Regions from separate parts of the Macaca mulatta genome. Here region 2 is linked to region 1. Evidence: chromatin contacts called from public Hi-C data. All regions are on one chromosome and are shown on one strand. The core of a region is the stretch at or near the end of the contact, and the rest is flanking DNA. Distances in the headings are between cores, read along the strand shown. Region 1 has its middle 86 kb from the start of SPAG6. Region 2 overlaps PIP4K2A (phosphatidylinositol-5-phosphate 4-kinase type 2 alpha).

Region 1 (7,649 bases), core at 2,862-5,361:
CTGCCTTATGCATTTTTGCTGGAAGTGAGATCTCTCTCTTCCACTCTCACTCGTGTGTGTGTTTTATGTTGCTATTCTCCACAAATGTTTTGTTGTGGGCTACTGTAAGACTCGTTATGGTCAGGCAAAATCTGGGCGAAACATTCTCATGGAGGGTGAAAGATGAGGTTTATATGAAAAAAAAATGCACAGGGCCTAAGACTTCTAGAAACTACCCCAACATAAAAGAATTATGGTAGTCCTCTTTTCCCAAATACAATTTTAAATTTAAAAATCACACTAAACCATAAAATAAAGGTAAAGAAGCTCATTTCTAATTTGCACCTTTATAACTGCTTCAAAGCTTTGTTTGAAATCCCAAATAAAATCTTTCCAATTTTTTCTCTCATTTTTTTCTTGCATGTCTTTGTTTCTGTTGGTCTGAGAACAGAGGATCTCAAAAAATGATCCCTGAACCAGCAGCATCAGTATCACCTGTGAACTTGTTTGAAATGCTAATTTGGGGGCTCTACCCTAAATCTACTGAATCATTAACTCAGCGGGTAGGGTCTAGCAATCTGTGTTGTAACAAGCCTTTCAGGCAATGCTGAAACACTGACGTTTGAGAATCACTGCCGAGGACAGATACTTGGGCTGCCTGCTACAGTTTGTCAAACTGGCTGTTCATTAGAATATCCTGGGAAGCTTTATAAAAATATCAGTGTTAGGACTCCAATGCCATAGATGCTAATTTATTTGGTCAGGGGTAGGCCAGGAAACCAGTATTTTTAAAGTCTCCTAAGTGATTCTAGTATGTCCACCAGCATTGAGAATCACTAGCATTTTAAGTAATCTGGCTGTGATTCCTAGGCTTGAGCAACCTGGGGGAGAAGTGAGGAGCTCAGCATGCTTCCTCGGTTTAGGCTGACGAGGATAAGCAGGGAAGTAGGGTTAGTTCACAAGAATGTTTAAGCAAGTCTGAAATAAAACACATTTAAATGTGAAATGTGGAAGGGGAAGAATTATAGTTAAGCCATAGTCTTCAGGGAACATTTGAGGCAGTGAGCATTTTAGACTGAATGACAGGAAATAAGTTTAGAGAAAACCGGTGGAAGAGAGTCAGAGATAATACAACTAAGATAAATTAGGTTTGAATATTCCTTATGGGGCTGTGCTGTGCACTAGAATCCCGTCATACATTTACATTCTAAGCCTCCAAGCTAACATTATTTACTCTTTAAAAAAAATCCTGGAAAAGAAACCTCTATTTTTCAAAAAAAAAAAAAGTGTTTAATTTTGCTATTCTCCACATTTTTTGTTGTATATTACTATAAAATTGGTTATGGTCAACCAAAGTCTTGTGAAGGAAATATTCTCATGGAAGAGTGAAAGCTGATTTGATTATAATAGCTAGTAGTAGGATTTGGGAAGTAATTTTCACTTACACAACAGTCAACTGAAGAAAACCAGCAAGATCATTTTTAGGCTTTTTAAATATTACACGCATAAAAAAGAAAATTTTAGAAGTGGATTCGTTCTGGTTAAAAGTTTTTTAAAAAAGGATCTGACTTTTAAATTGTATTTCATCATATATTTCTGGTATGTTCGTATCTCAGATGAGTTGAGGGATTGAAGAAATGAGTTTTTAAAAAATTAGTGAAGAAAGGGAACCAACTAGCAAAGAAGGTGGTTGTGGCAAATGCTAAAATAAGGAAAACAACATATTGAAAGGATGAAAGGGCCCTGGGAGTGGAACAATATGAAAGAGGGGATTTTTGTGTTTTGTTCACTGCTGTATCTACAGCATCTAGAACAATGCCTAGCACATGAAAAATGTTCAATAAATACAGTGTACTTGTTGAAAAAATAAATGACCTCCAAGGATACCTCCAGTTTTGTGTACCAGGATGCTATAATTACTGGGTGACCGAGGAATACACGAAATTTTTAACTTGTTTTTTATTTAGAGCTTTCCAACTGTACCGTGACAGGTGTTATAAATTTTCCCAGGCAATATGTGGCCTTTTCCTAACAAAAAGTTCCAAAGGAATGGAGATTGAGACTGGGGTAGTTTCTCAGAGGAGCTGGCTACCCTGATCCCCTTCACTCCAAAACAAAGTGTACTCCTCCCTCTCACTTCCCTCAAAACAAATCCACCACTTATAAATGTGCAACCTGTGGGGCCATTTTTGAAACAGGTAATAGGAGGATGTGGCCAATTTTCATCTGAAACACTCCCCAGATATGTCTCCAAGCACTATGTACACCACCATCTTGTAGGTGTTCTGAATGTCCCCAAGCCCCATGTTTTGCTCACGAGGCATGCCACCCTAACTCCCTGCTGCTGGAAATGAGAATATGTCTGAGGGTAACAGAGGAACAGTAATAAATGGCTTCCATTATATTCATAAATTTTTGATGGGTTGACCTCAGAGAACCAATCCCTCTAATGAAGTGGAAAGCATCCCAGAAGTGAGAGCTCACTTGTTTCACTTTCTTATTTGGAAAATGGAATGCTGGCGTGACTCCTTCTTAGCTAGTCCTAATGTATTACTGCTCCAAAACACAAAGAGCAGGTTCAAAGAGATAACTTTGCCTTGCATCATTCGCCTTTTGGTTTTATGCTTGTCTCACAATAACTTTAGATCATGTGCCCTGTTTCTTTTTTATCCACTGATTCAGCAAATATTTACAAAGCCCCCAGTACACTGCTAGGTACCGTGCTAGGCTCCAGGGAAGAAAAAAATGTCCTGCTCTCCAAAAGGAGATAAAAATCAAGTGGGCAGAGAAGCCAATAAACGTGTAAAATGCGTTATCATACCAGGAGGTTATAAATGCTACAAAGAGAAATAAAACAGGAGTATGGGAGATGGGCAGTAACAAAAAGCTCTAAATCCAAACTTTATTGCGCCGCTGTCAAAAAAAAAAAAAAATACTCTATGCTCCCCCCAACCCTGTTTTGTTTTTTGTTTCGTTTTTTGCCCTTGCAGCTTGCCTGCTCTAACAATAGATGCCTTTTAAATAGCAGTCACCCTGAGGGATGAGAAATGACCTAATGGGTCCAAAGGACACTATTTGGGTGGGGGCAGCACTGAAAGCCCAGACTTCACCGCTCTGCAATACCTGGAAGTAACAAAGCTGCACTTCTACCTCCTGAATCTATGAAAACAAAACTAAAATAAACAATAGAGCTTCACTGCTGACTCCAAGCCCCTTCCTTAGGTTCAGTTGCCTCCCGCTCCTCTGACCAGGCGCTTCCACTGGCTCTGCATTAAAATTCTAAGATTATGGGATCCCCAAACCAGCTTGCAGCCCCACAGCCCTCCCGCCTCCCTCAGGCCGGTGGTGCCGTCAGGGCCCGTGTCTGAGGCGCCCGGTGGATTCAGCAGAACAAACATCGTAAAACGATTATTTGCGAGAGGAGAAGACGATGTTGTGAGAACTTGGTCCCAGACACTGTCTCAAAGCAGCAGAAAAACCGCAGGAAACCTAAGGAGCACGACCCTGACGGCGACGGAGGGGGTGCGCGCGGACAGCACTGTCCCCTCCCGCCGACGCCAGAGCTCAAATCGGAACGAAGACGGAGAGGCCACAAATCCCGGCTTCTCCTTTCTTTCGCTAAGGCGGAGAAATCGCCCCGCGGTCCCTGGCGCGCCTCCCGCGGAAAGCGGGCGGTGACCATTCCGATAGGCCGCCCGCCGCGCTCCTTTTCCGCAGACAAAGCTGCCTCGAGGGCGCTCCGCGGCCCCCGAGTCACCACGTTCCGTTCGGCAGAAGAAAGCGAAAGCGGCTGCTCCCTGACAGGCAGCCAGACAATAGCGACGGGCAGGCCGCTCCACGCCAGCATCTTTGTTTCCCTCGCGCCGGGAAACTGTCCCCAGATACCACAGAAACCAGAGACCGCTCTTCCTGCTCGGTCCTTTACAGCAGGCCGGAGCGCGGCGCCCACCTCCGTGGCGGGGAAGCGGCATGCTGAGCCCCGCGCCTCGCTGTGCCCTCTAGAGCGAGCGGAGGAAGCAGGCGAAAAGCCGCTGCGAGCGGTTGCTGCATTGCCGACGTCTCTGCTCCTCCGGGCCCAGCGGCCTGGTCGCGAGGGAAGTAGCACCGGCCCCGCGCGGAAGGAAACGCGCAGCGTGATGCGGCTCAGCGCGCCTTTATAGAACTGCGCCTCCGGAGACGCCGCGGTGGCTCCCGTCTGTCTGCGTAGTGTGTTGTCTGCATGTGGTCCATCGCTGCCCGCTGCGGCCTTGCCCTTGCGCCTCGGAGTAGCCGCCGCGGGCCTCTCTGGTGGGGCAAGGAGACCCAGAGGCCGTCCTGGTGGCGAGGGGATAGCGGCCCCGGCCTCTTGGGCCCTCAGCCTCGCGCCCGCCGAGCCCTCTGCCTGGGCTTGGGCGTGGAGCTTTCGACGCGCCTGCTTCCTGGGCTGTGCGTCTGCCCGAGCCGGTGCCTCTCGTTGACGCCAGGTCCCGTCTGTCCCCTCAGGCTTGACAGCGGGTGCTAGCAGGTCCAGGCCGACTGACCGGCGGAAGTCGGCCTTCAGCCCCGGTGCTCCCTCCCACGCCCACACGCCGGGCGCGCCTCAGTTTCTTCTATTGTGACAATAGAAACGAGATGATGCGGGTTAAAATTACCTAACGGCGCATAATGAGTTCTCCAGCGTCTAGCTTGTCCTACCATAGGATTAATACCCGAAACCACGTGGGTGGAGCTGAAAAACACGATGCTGTGTGGGGGGAAGAACCCAAAAAAGCTATGGTCGGCCTGATGCCATTTATAAGACATTCTAGAAGAAGCAACGGTAGCGATGCAAAGCAGTTACAAAGGAGTGGAACTGGACAGAATGGAATGCACAGGAGCGGGGGAACTTTGGGGCTGTGGTGGGACAATTTCATATCTTGATAGGAGTGGCGTCAACATGACGTATACAGTTGCCCAAGATCATCAAACCGTAGTTTCTAAATGGGTGCGGTTTATTAACATTCAAATTATAAGAAAAATCATTTCCTCAAAAGTTGGGGGGTGGGGGGAAGAGTTAAAGAAGGTCGTGGCTAGGTGATCGTTGAGGAATAAGGGAGAAAATCACCGTTTACAAAATCTGAGAGCTAAATCCGTGCTGTTTCTGAATTGAGAAGCAGTGAACACCAGCAGCAGGAATGGCTTAGGTCCAAGAAGGCTATGCCCTACCAGACCCGGTTGATGTGCCTCCCCGGATTTACTCGGTCCCACCGTCCACCTCCACGCCGGCCTGCAACTGTTGCTTAGGGTAGAGGCCTGGCCTCCAGTGCCATCTCCCGACAGCCTCCCCCAGATGAGGGTCATGCTTCAGCACTGCCTCCCTGACACAGAGGCTGTGATGATAGGATGCTCTCAGACTCAGGTGAGAAATTTGAAGGAACAGAATGCTCTTCCCTAGCAGTTAACCTGGAGGGATCAGGTGCTGCCCTCAGAAGACTGGGAGAGTTAGAGCCCCGTGAGGCATACTTTCCCCAAAGGGCACAGAAAGAATGAAGTAGCCAGCATAGAAACTCCTTTCCCTGCCATCCACACAGTCCCAAGGTATGCTGGTTCTACATGGTTTGTCTGGAAGCTGTCCTTGCATGTGAAGTTGTTTTCAGCTCAATAATGTACCACCTTGTATTTTTGCCTGCCTTCGCCTTTCCTTTCACCCTTAAAACCCTGGAATTGTACCTCCTAGTAAAATCAGCACTTAAACTTGGCCTCAGGCTCTGCCTTCATGTGAATCATTTAGCAGGCTTGGGCTTTAGATCTGTGCTTTTCTAAAAATTTTGCAACCACAATAACACAAAATTAGGATTTTTTTTTCTCTGTTTGGGCTCTGGTTTACTGTCCCATTAAAGTGCTTCTGTAAAAGGCAACCAATTGAGACCAATGCTGAATATATAAATTTTTATACGTGTGCCCCTATTTGAAGTTGCTAGAGATAATAAAAGTTTGGACTTCCATTTATTGGTTCCTAGTGGTGTTTATTCTCAAGAGTAAATTCCTAGATCATTAGGCACTTAAATGCTTTAAAAATTTGGAAACTTAAACCTGAAATGCATGCAAGTGCAAAACAAAATGCTTTCAAATCATGATCATAAAGCTGTTAGTCTGGGGGTCTACTTATGGTTTTGGTCATGTTCTAGCTTTCCTAAAGACATCAGGGGAGGATATGTTAAAGCCTTTTTAAGTGATTTCTGGTTCATAGTGCTTTGCGAAACAATTTTTCTTTGCATTATTTTCTATATTAAATACTTCAGTAAGTGTTTAATGATAACGGCCACTGGCTTTGTGGCCTACTGTTTATTGCAATTTTGTCAGGGCTTATTCTAGGCTTCCCTTCCACCTGGGCTTCCCAACCATCTGTAACTTGATCAACAGTAATTTGAGATGGGACTGGCCAGGGTCATATGTTAAATAGGACAGTTCCACTTTTCTGACCACAAAATCCTCCCCTTCCTGACCACTTAAAAACTGTTACATAATCTACAAATACATGGCTCTAATAAGTTCTGCTGCATACCTTGGCAAAGGTCACACCTGAAATCTACCTTTCTATTGGCACAATACATTTTATTAGAGATTATTTTTATTGCTTATAATTGTGGCCTATCAGAGCACTTAATTATTTTAAATAACACATTCTGCCTTCATCCACATCATCAATCTACTGAATTGGTTTTTGCAAGGAAAACCTGTCATTCTAGCATGTGAACAATTTTTAATATTTGTTTGAAAAATGTTTCATCTGAGGTTAATTTCTATTGGGAGCAAAAATGAAGCCAGACTGTATATATGATGTGTTTAAATACATTTTCACAAAAAGAAAAATATTAAGAATATCTTGGTTTACAGACATGCAATATCAGAAGGCATCCCAATAAACAAAAGTGAAAGCTCCTTTTTAAATCCTAGCACTTGATTATTTCCAAATATATAAGGGCAGATAATGTTCAGCAAACGTGCAGGTTTTACAAATTGGCTCCTTCAGAGTAGGTCATAAGCTTGCTACAATTGCGTTCCCATTACTCAAACATTTTTAGAATTCTTTAGAAATTTGCCACAAGAGTCTGAGTCACATTCTTTTAAATGACATCATCAGTGATAGCAAATCTTCCTCCTCTGAGAGCAGATTTTTAGAAAAAATACCCAAGTCATTTGAAACCACACTGAGTTTAGTAACATCATTTGGCAGGGAAAAATTGAACTAGAAAGAGCAAAAATAAGTGAACTGATTAATGCTTTTTAAAAAATTAAACTCCAAGAAATGGAGGATTAGGGGAAAGTTTGGAGCAGAAATTAATGATTAGAAAACAAACAATGTTTTTGATCAATTCCAAAGGTAATTCTTTGGAAAAAGATCAAGAAAATGGAGAAATCGCTGATGAATCTATTAAAAAAAGAAAAGAAAAGAAAGAAAATATAAAGGAAAAAGGAGATATAAAGATATAGAGACCTTTTTTTTTTTTTGAGACGGAGTCTCACTCTGTCACCCAGATTGGAGTGCAGTCTCGCTCTGTCACCCAGGCTGGAGTGCAGTGGCATGATCTCGGTTCACAACAAGCTCCGCCTTCTGGGTTCACGCCATTCTCCTGCCTCAGCCTCCCAAGTAGCTGGGACTACAGGCGCCCGCCACCATACTCGGCTAATTTTTTGTATTTTTTAGTAGA
Region 2 (7,649 bases), core at 2,086-4,585, 130 kb before region 1:
CATCAGTAAATGCACATTTTGAGATTTCAACGTTCGTGTAAACCCCTTCTAAGGCACCGGCTTTGGCCAGAAGAGGCAGAAACAGTGACTGTCGACTTCCATGCTGCCATGAGTGAATGTTTCTTCCAGGTACTGAAGACTGAGCAGGTATTTCAGTTTTAGCCCATGAGAAGCTCAGAGGCTAAATCTGATTGAGGTTTTCTCCTTGGAGGAAATACCAGAGGTGTACAGAGCCACACATGCTCTTCAGCATCGTACGACAGGCCAGCCCCTGAGTCACATGATGCCCCATGTTGGTGGCTCTATTTTTACTTTCTTCCAAAGTTCCTTGGGACTGCCACTAGCAGGATTTTTTCCTTCATTCATTTTGATTTCTTCAGGTTCAGTCAGCAAGGGCTTGGTCTGCTCTGACGTAAACACTGCCAACAAGGACAGTTACAGCTAATGGTGTGGTTGCTGCTGAAGCCTAAATCATAAAACAAGGGCACACAGAAAGGAAAGAAAACCGCATGTGTTTGACTTCCTATAGTTGTAACGGTCCTTGCGAAGCAGGACATTCACTTCCTATCTTCCTTTCCACTGTTCCACCTATAGGACTTAACACGCTTTCCAGAAACCCATGGCATGAACCAGAGTTCACTGCCCTCCTCACCAAAAAATGGTTAGCCCCTTTATTGGTGTAGCTTTCTATGAAAAGAGAATAATAGAATTTGTTTGAACGAGAACTCATCTTTCTAGGACTCTGCTAGCATGTTTTTATCCTGTATCTAATATGAACATGTAGCCATCATTCCTTGAAACATCTCCCTAGGAGGTAGGCTTAGAGACAGTCACAACTGGCACTGGTTGAGTATAGACTATATGCCAGACCACTTTAAATTGTACATGAATTATGTCATGTCATCCTTACAGTCACCGGATGAGATTGGTGCTGTCATTACTTCCTTTGAGTGGATGAAGTTGCGTAACTGACAGGTTTAGTAACTTCATCCAGGGTCCTACAGTTAGGAAGTGACAGTGCCAGGGTTTGAGCTTGGGGTCACCGGCACCAGAGCACGTATTTCTAACCACTATGCCACACTGCCTTGTAAATGTTTAGGAGTTCATGTCTCTCCTTTCCTTTAACGGCATATCAAAAAGTCATGTTAATCCCATTAATTGTGAAAATGAGGAAAAAGTTACTGCGTTGACAAAAACATTGTTTCAGAGTTAAATATGGCGCTGAAACAGTGGATTCTAAAACTTGATTTTTTTTCTAAAGTAGTAAAATAAATTATTTGGTTTCATACTATGTTAGCAAAACAATTTGTATTTCCTCTATTTGAAGAGCTTGAGCATTTGTGCTCATACTTTCAGATGTACGTATTTGTAAAACTTGTACATGCAATGCAGTCTTTATCACTGTGTCTTACACTGTGCAAACATGAGAATTGTCTGCACAGTTGCCCTGAGGAAGAATCAATGCCCTAGCCTTCTTTTTGGGGTTGAGGTGTCTAATAACTCTTATTCCGGAAGACAGAGGCTGCATAAAGCCACCCCACCCACCTTTCTGTATTAGAAATGCTCACTTGGGAAGGGAGAGAGGAAATAGCTTGAAGATGTGGAATGTCATTGGTAAATGATGGAGAGTGTACCTGCCTTGACAGCAGGGTGGAGATCAAAATGTACCTTCATTCACACACAGTAAAAGGGCAAATGGCCAAAGAAACATCCACCATTTCCTTTTCTTCTCCTCACTTCATCACCTGCTGAAATCTGGCTCCCACCCACCCTCACCGACCACGTCCCCAGCGATTTCCCTGGGGATACATCCCCCAGACAAGGGAGGGAGGAGGCATTTGAAATGTCAGGGTGGCGTCAGAACAGAGAGATCCACTAGGCACAAGAGGCTGCACAGGGGGTCTCAGCTGAAAACAAAGGGCTCGGGAATCCTCCCTGGAAGGACGGTCGCAGAGACAGGGAAGTGGGTGAGGTCACCCAGGAGCAGCGTGTGGAAAAGAGAAGCGTGTCTAGAACGAGCCCAGGGGAAAGTCGTCATTCGTGACTTGGTAGAGATCATGCCTCTCTCAGATACGGCAGTGTTTTGTATAATCTAGAAACGTTTATTAAACTGAAATAGATCAAATCAAATGTATTAATAGAGCCAAACTCTTAAAAACATTTTTAACTTTAAAAAACCTCTTTGCTTTCCCTTTTCTGCCAACTTTTGGGTTTTTTCCATGATCAGTTCGGAGTTTTCACTCTTCCACAAAGCATACCATTCATTGCGTTCACAAATCATAAAAATGCTCCTTTTTATGATCAGACGTTGGGGGAAAAAATGCTATCAAAACAATCTACTGGTTCCTCTGGTTTGAAATATTTGGGGAAGGCTAAAAATACTTATTTTCTACATTTTAGCCTTTTATAAATGAAATGATTTGCAAGAATATTATTTTCATTGCTATTATATATAACTATATTCCTTTCCAAATGACCGTTATGGTACAAAGAACAATCTTTCTAGAGGACTGGACCTGCTGGCTCACACCTATAATCCCAACACTTTGGGAGACTGAGGCTAGAGGGATAGCCTGAGCTCAGGAGTTCAAGACCACCCTGGGAAACATAGCGAGACCCCCAACTCTACAAACAATACAAAAATTAGCTGGATATGGTGGTGCACACTTGTGGCCCCAGCTACGCGGGAGGATTGCTTGAACTCAGGATGTCGATCACGGCTGCAGTGAGCCGTGTTCACACCACTGCATTCCAGTCTGAGTGACAGCAAGACCCTGTCTCAAAAAAAAAATCTGCAGAGAGAATCTCTGGTGACATAGCTTAATTAGTAATCTCAATTCTTATTCTTCCCAGGTTTTCTTTCATGAGTCATTATAACTGTTTTAATTTTCCATACTTTTAACTTGTTGATGACAAGTTTTGAAACTGTCATTTCAAATATTTAGCGATATAGGTGCAGACAAGTCCCATCCCTTAGATTTTAGCTTGACATGTAATTAGTGTGATTTGTATTAGCATAATCATGAAGATGGAACTGAAGGAAATAAGTTATATTCTAACAATGGAATCACTTTCATGGCAACAAGTCTCAGAACATGCATGTACAAATGTCTTGAGGTTTTTTTTTTAAGAGCAGAACAGTGCTTTAAAAAAAAATAACCATTGTCAAATTCTGACAGCTGCTATGACTTGTTTTATTCTTTAATTCTTTCCTTTTTAATGGAAGGGCATCTCCCATTCATGGCTCCAGCAGTTTCGCCTCCTCTAAATGAGACAGAGAAATGCGAACCTCCCTGGTGGTCGATCTTTTCACAGCTGCGCTGCAATTCCAGTGTGACATCAAATTAGTAATTATAGCCGAGCAGGCTGCTTTTTACAAATGACAGTCTTAGCATGCTGCCTGCTAGCGAGCGACTCAGCAGGGGACCTAGGGAAGTAAAAGAAAACATAACTGGACTCACTTGATTTCTGGGGGGTTTGACCTGACTCTTTAAAAAGCCCATGTTCTTGAGAGAGAGAGTCCTGGGGATTTACACAAATATGCATTTTGTTCATCATCCTGCACAGTTCTTCTCAAAAGTCATGTCTGATTTTATTAGGTAAAGTAAAGCGTGTGTAATGGAGCCGTAGGGTCACAATAAGAAGATTCCTTTTAACATACAGCCTTCTCTCTGAAACCCATTTGAAAGAAAACAGCTGCCCTGCAATTGGCATTTGTGTAACTATATTGGCAATAATCATTGTTGACACTTTGATAATGGGCTACAAAAAGCCGCCTTGTCGATTCTCAGGCACTGTGAATTGCACCAGCAATTAAGTGACTGTCACCGTCTCCGACATTTTACCTATTACCAACTGAGGGTTCGAGAGGATTAATCATTAATACCCTTACATCTAAAAATGCTTTTCGAAACCAGTGTTCAGCATTTCTTTTGTGGTCTTTAAATTGTAACAGATTATAATTAATTACTACCTCTATCTGGTCATCTGGGCTGCCGTTGAAGCGAGGTGGCCAGGGTGGCGGGCTCCCCAAACGTGACACAAAAGCACAGCAGTGTATCCTTCTGGAAATCTTTATTTGCCGCTCAGCTAAGAAGTGCCTCCTTTTCCACTGTGGGCGGATCATCGGTTAAAGGGGGGTTGTCAAGCTTTTTAGGCCCTCAATTCAGCTAATGCTTTAACCGCCTTCTGTAAAATTCCTTTTCTTCCGAGATGGAAGGGAATCATTCCCCTTTGCCAGCCAGTGTTAGTTATGGACACCAATCCTACTACCCAAAGTGCAGGGGAAAGTTGCCCATTAGGGCAGAAGCAGGGCTTCTTTCTCAGACCTTAAAGGCAGCACCACTAACATCCACCTTCTGGACCAGAGACAGTTTATAAAAGGGAGATTTGGGTGAAGGACTCCAAACAGAGGGTTAGGGGAGCTGAGTCCCAGCCCTGGGGGCACAGGACTGCATTAATGGGGTTTGAGTATAGGTCATCTGACTTTGTCCTCATTTGTAAAATTAAAGGATTTGCCTGCATCATTGGTCCTCATGCTTTAGTGTTGGTGAGAATCTCTTGTTTCAAATGAAGCTTTCCTGGATCTTCCTTCAGAGATGTGGTTCAGCAGTTGGCCCCACTTGGAGAAGTCCTGGCCTGACCATGACTAACATCATCTCTGTTGCAGATATATGTAGATTAAGGTGATTGCTATGATTGATAGGGAAAAAAATGTTCTGTTCAGCAGATACAGATAAGAACCCCCTATGTAAACCGTGAGGGGTGTTCTGGGAATGAAGTTTTAAAGCTTCATTTAGAATTTTTCTTAACTGGTAAGCATGGCACGTGACAAAAAGAGGATCACATGCAGTGACTCTTGTGAACACTTTGCAGATTTTCACTCAGATGACAGCATTAAAGTCCTCAGGGCTTTATGACTTATGGCTTATGGTGCTGTATCAGCTCTCATTTGCCTCAGATTAATTTTTATGTCACTGGAATGAAATCAACTCAGAGTATCCCAAGCACACGTGGAGCAGTGCTGTTAGATATGGGAATGTTTTTAAGCTAACAACTCTTAGTTGGTTCTAGAAAAAGTTGGGGTGGAGAGAAGACTTCTAAAATTTAGCATGTGGTCTGAATTTAAGCCAGGCTGCTACAGATGTATAATTCTTAATTAAATAGTGATCTTTAATATGTTAGTTTAACATATTAGAATTAAACCAGAAATCTAGAGGAGTCAGCAAACTCCTTGAGTGTTCAGCCTTTGACATTTCTTAAGATTATCACCATAGACATCTGCGCACCAGAATCTTCTGTTAAAACTGGAACAAACCCATCCTGTAGGTCCTATTTGGTAGGTCTTGTATGCAGTTCAGCTGTCATATCCCAGTTTGCAGAGGAAGACCAAACCGTCACCTTTGACATCACCACATAGAGTTGTGGTCATAAAATATGACAGTATTAAAAAAGGAATAAATTTCACCTTTTACATATTAGCCTGAGGGAAAATTGCCAACAGCTAGGTTTTGCCAGCCCTAACAGTTGTAACTTACAAAATTACAATAGCGCTTCTCCAGTTTTGCGCGGCTTGCTTACAGCACTGTTTCACAAGTATGTTGAGGTATATTTTCTTTCCACATTCATACATAAACAGATTCAAAATAAAAATTATAAAATGGTCACATCTGGATATTAGTCACAGATGTGCACATTCTCACTGTTTTCACTGTGAAAATTAGAAGTTATTAATGACCTCTTAGATCATTTCTCAAACCATGAACTTGTATAGACATTCTGCTTATGTAGTTAAAGAAGGTTGGTATATGTACTATTTGTGCAAAACCACCCTTTTTCTTTGCTACTTCTGTATGAACTTTCTCCGTATCCACTAATTTGCCTTTTCATGTATCAAATTTGTGGCTTCGATGTTCCGAGAAGCAGAACTGATTTTATTATAAATCCCTAGCATCTCTTATTACCCCAAAATTGATACCACATATGATGTTATTCCATCAAATTATTTTTTATCCTAGCTCTAACATAAGGATTACCTAAAATTCCTCCCCTTATAGAAATACTTGTGCATTATGTTTTCAGTTCCACAGATTCTGATTTTTATGAAGATTTTTGCAAGCACAGCGAAAGGGGTTTTATTTTTTGCAAGTTTATTTTCATTTGGGTGAGCTTGGAATAACAAGTAAATCAGGAACACAAGCAGTTCTAATATAAAACAATAATTGCTACGTATTTTTTATGTTGAGCATTCAGCTCTGAGTGTCACAGTAACAGCGCATCAAAAGGACACCCGGCAGCAGTCTTTGACATTGAGGCTTACAATTAGACTTAAAAAATAAATAAATAGGTTGTCAAATGAGCATATCGAACAAAAAATTCATTTCATTCTGAAATACGAGTCCTTTAATCACAGAGTACTATGGTATGTATTATCCCTTGCATTAAAACCTAGTGCCAAAATCCTGTTTGCATTAGACACTCAAGTGTGACTGGCTGCATTTCTTCTTCCCAGTAAGGTTTCCATCCAGACTGAAATGAAAATTTGGCTCTATATTATAAAGATTCTTGCTCTGTGCGTTTTAGGTTCATGTATTTTCTATTTCCAGTTATTAATGGCCATTTACCCCGTACAGTTCTCTCTTCTTGTATAATTAAAGTTTAGAATGATCATTCAAAATCCAATGATACTTTAGTTTGAAACATAACTTTAAACAGAACTCAAATTATAGTTTGAAATCTGTGATTTTTAAAAATTTTTGTCATCTAAAAGATAGTTTTTTTAAAAATCTCACTAAAATAAAATTTCATATAACTTCTGGCTTTACTAAACCTTAAAATACCCAATATTGCTAAACTCCGTATGAATGACAGCATTTATACATGAAATCACGGAACCTAATGAAATAAGCACATATATACATACACAAATGAGTTAATTCCCACTTGAAACAAATAAGCATTTAAATCCTTTTGGTAAACACATTGTTTTGGTTTTGGTTTTGGAGATTCTGCAAAGGTTCTTAGTCATTTGGAATTTTTAAGCATAGAAGTAGTAAATAAGTAATATTAAGCAGGAATTTTTTAGGTGTTGCTTTTTAGCTCCTTTTTAGCAGTTCTGGGAAGCAAACAGTGCTGCATCTCCTTTGCTCTCGTGGAATTCTGTAATTTCTATACCACAGGTCTCTGCTAAAAGGCGGCCTGTGTTTAGAAATTCTAAAAATGAGGGCTCTAAACTTGGTAACTGTCCTGATACGTTTTCCCTTTTTTAATCCCAACCCTGTGGCCAAATCTGTCCTTAGAGATCATTTATATCTTTTATTGAACCCTAGGGAACAAGTAATTCTGTCGAGAGGCTTTTATACACTGAAAGCCTTACGCATGTGTTGGTTATCTTCAGGCTGTGACTCAGCCAAGTGTGCATCTCACTTCTCACCTTCATGTTGTGTCTTAATGACACACAAACTATTTTTGACCATGACCTGTATTATCACACAGTGTGTTTCTTACTGTTGACTTACAGTAGACTTGCTGAGGCCTGTGATGCTGTGCTTTAAAAGCCAAAAACTTTTCAAAATGAGGAAGAAATGTCTGTAATAAATGTATTATATATACACAAATGTTTATAATAAATTTTCTTTTTACAACTCATA

The links. A called contact is a pair of places that touch in the nucleus more often than the background predicts.
Region 2: a Hi-C map of fetal cortex germinal zone shows a contact between it and region 1, with 2.7 times the contacts expected there. The contact joins two enhancer-like sites. A contact is called at or near these places in 2 of 14 Hi-C or Micro-C datasets (fetal cortex germinal zone and liver).

Annotation. Positions count from the first base shown.
Region 1 is chr9:23,883,898-23,891,546 of T2T-MMU8v2.0, reverse strand. No RefSeq gene overlaps it. Among named protein-coding and RNA genes, the nearest start is that of SPAG6, 86 kb to the right of the region's middle. Within about 2 kb of position 4,111, at least 33 of the 40 cell types and tissues checked have an H3K27ac peak or open chromatin away from gene starts, as enhancers often do. A contact at or near this core is called in fetal cortex germinal zone, where this site is marked.
Region 2 is chr9:24,014,042-24,021,690 of T2T-MMU8v2.0, reverse strand. All of the region lies in intron 5 of PIP4K2A (phosphatidylinositol-5-phosphate 4-kinase type 2 alpha), which reads left to right. It overlaps LOC144331036, which reads left to right. Exons shown (of 5, transcript XM_077945632.1): 2 at 54-147. Among named protein-coding and RNA genes, the nearest start is that of PIP4K2A, 150 kb to the left of the region's middle. Within about 2 kb of position 3,335, at least 2 of the 40 cell types and tissues checked have an H3K27ac peak or open chromatin away from gene starts, as enhancers often do. A contact at or near this core is called in fetal cortex germinal zone, where this site is marked.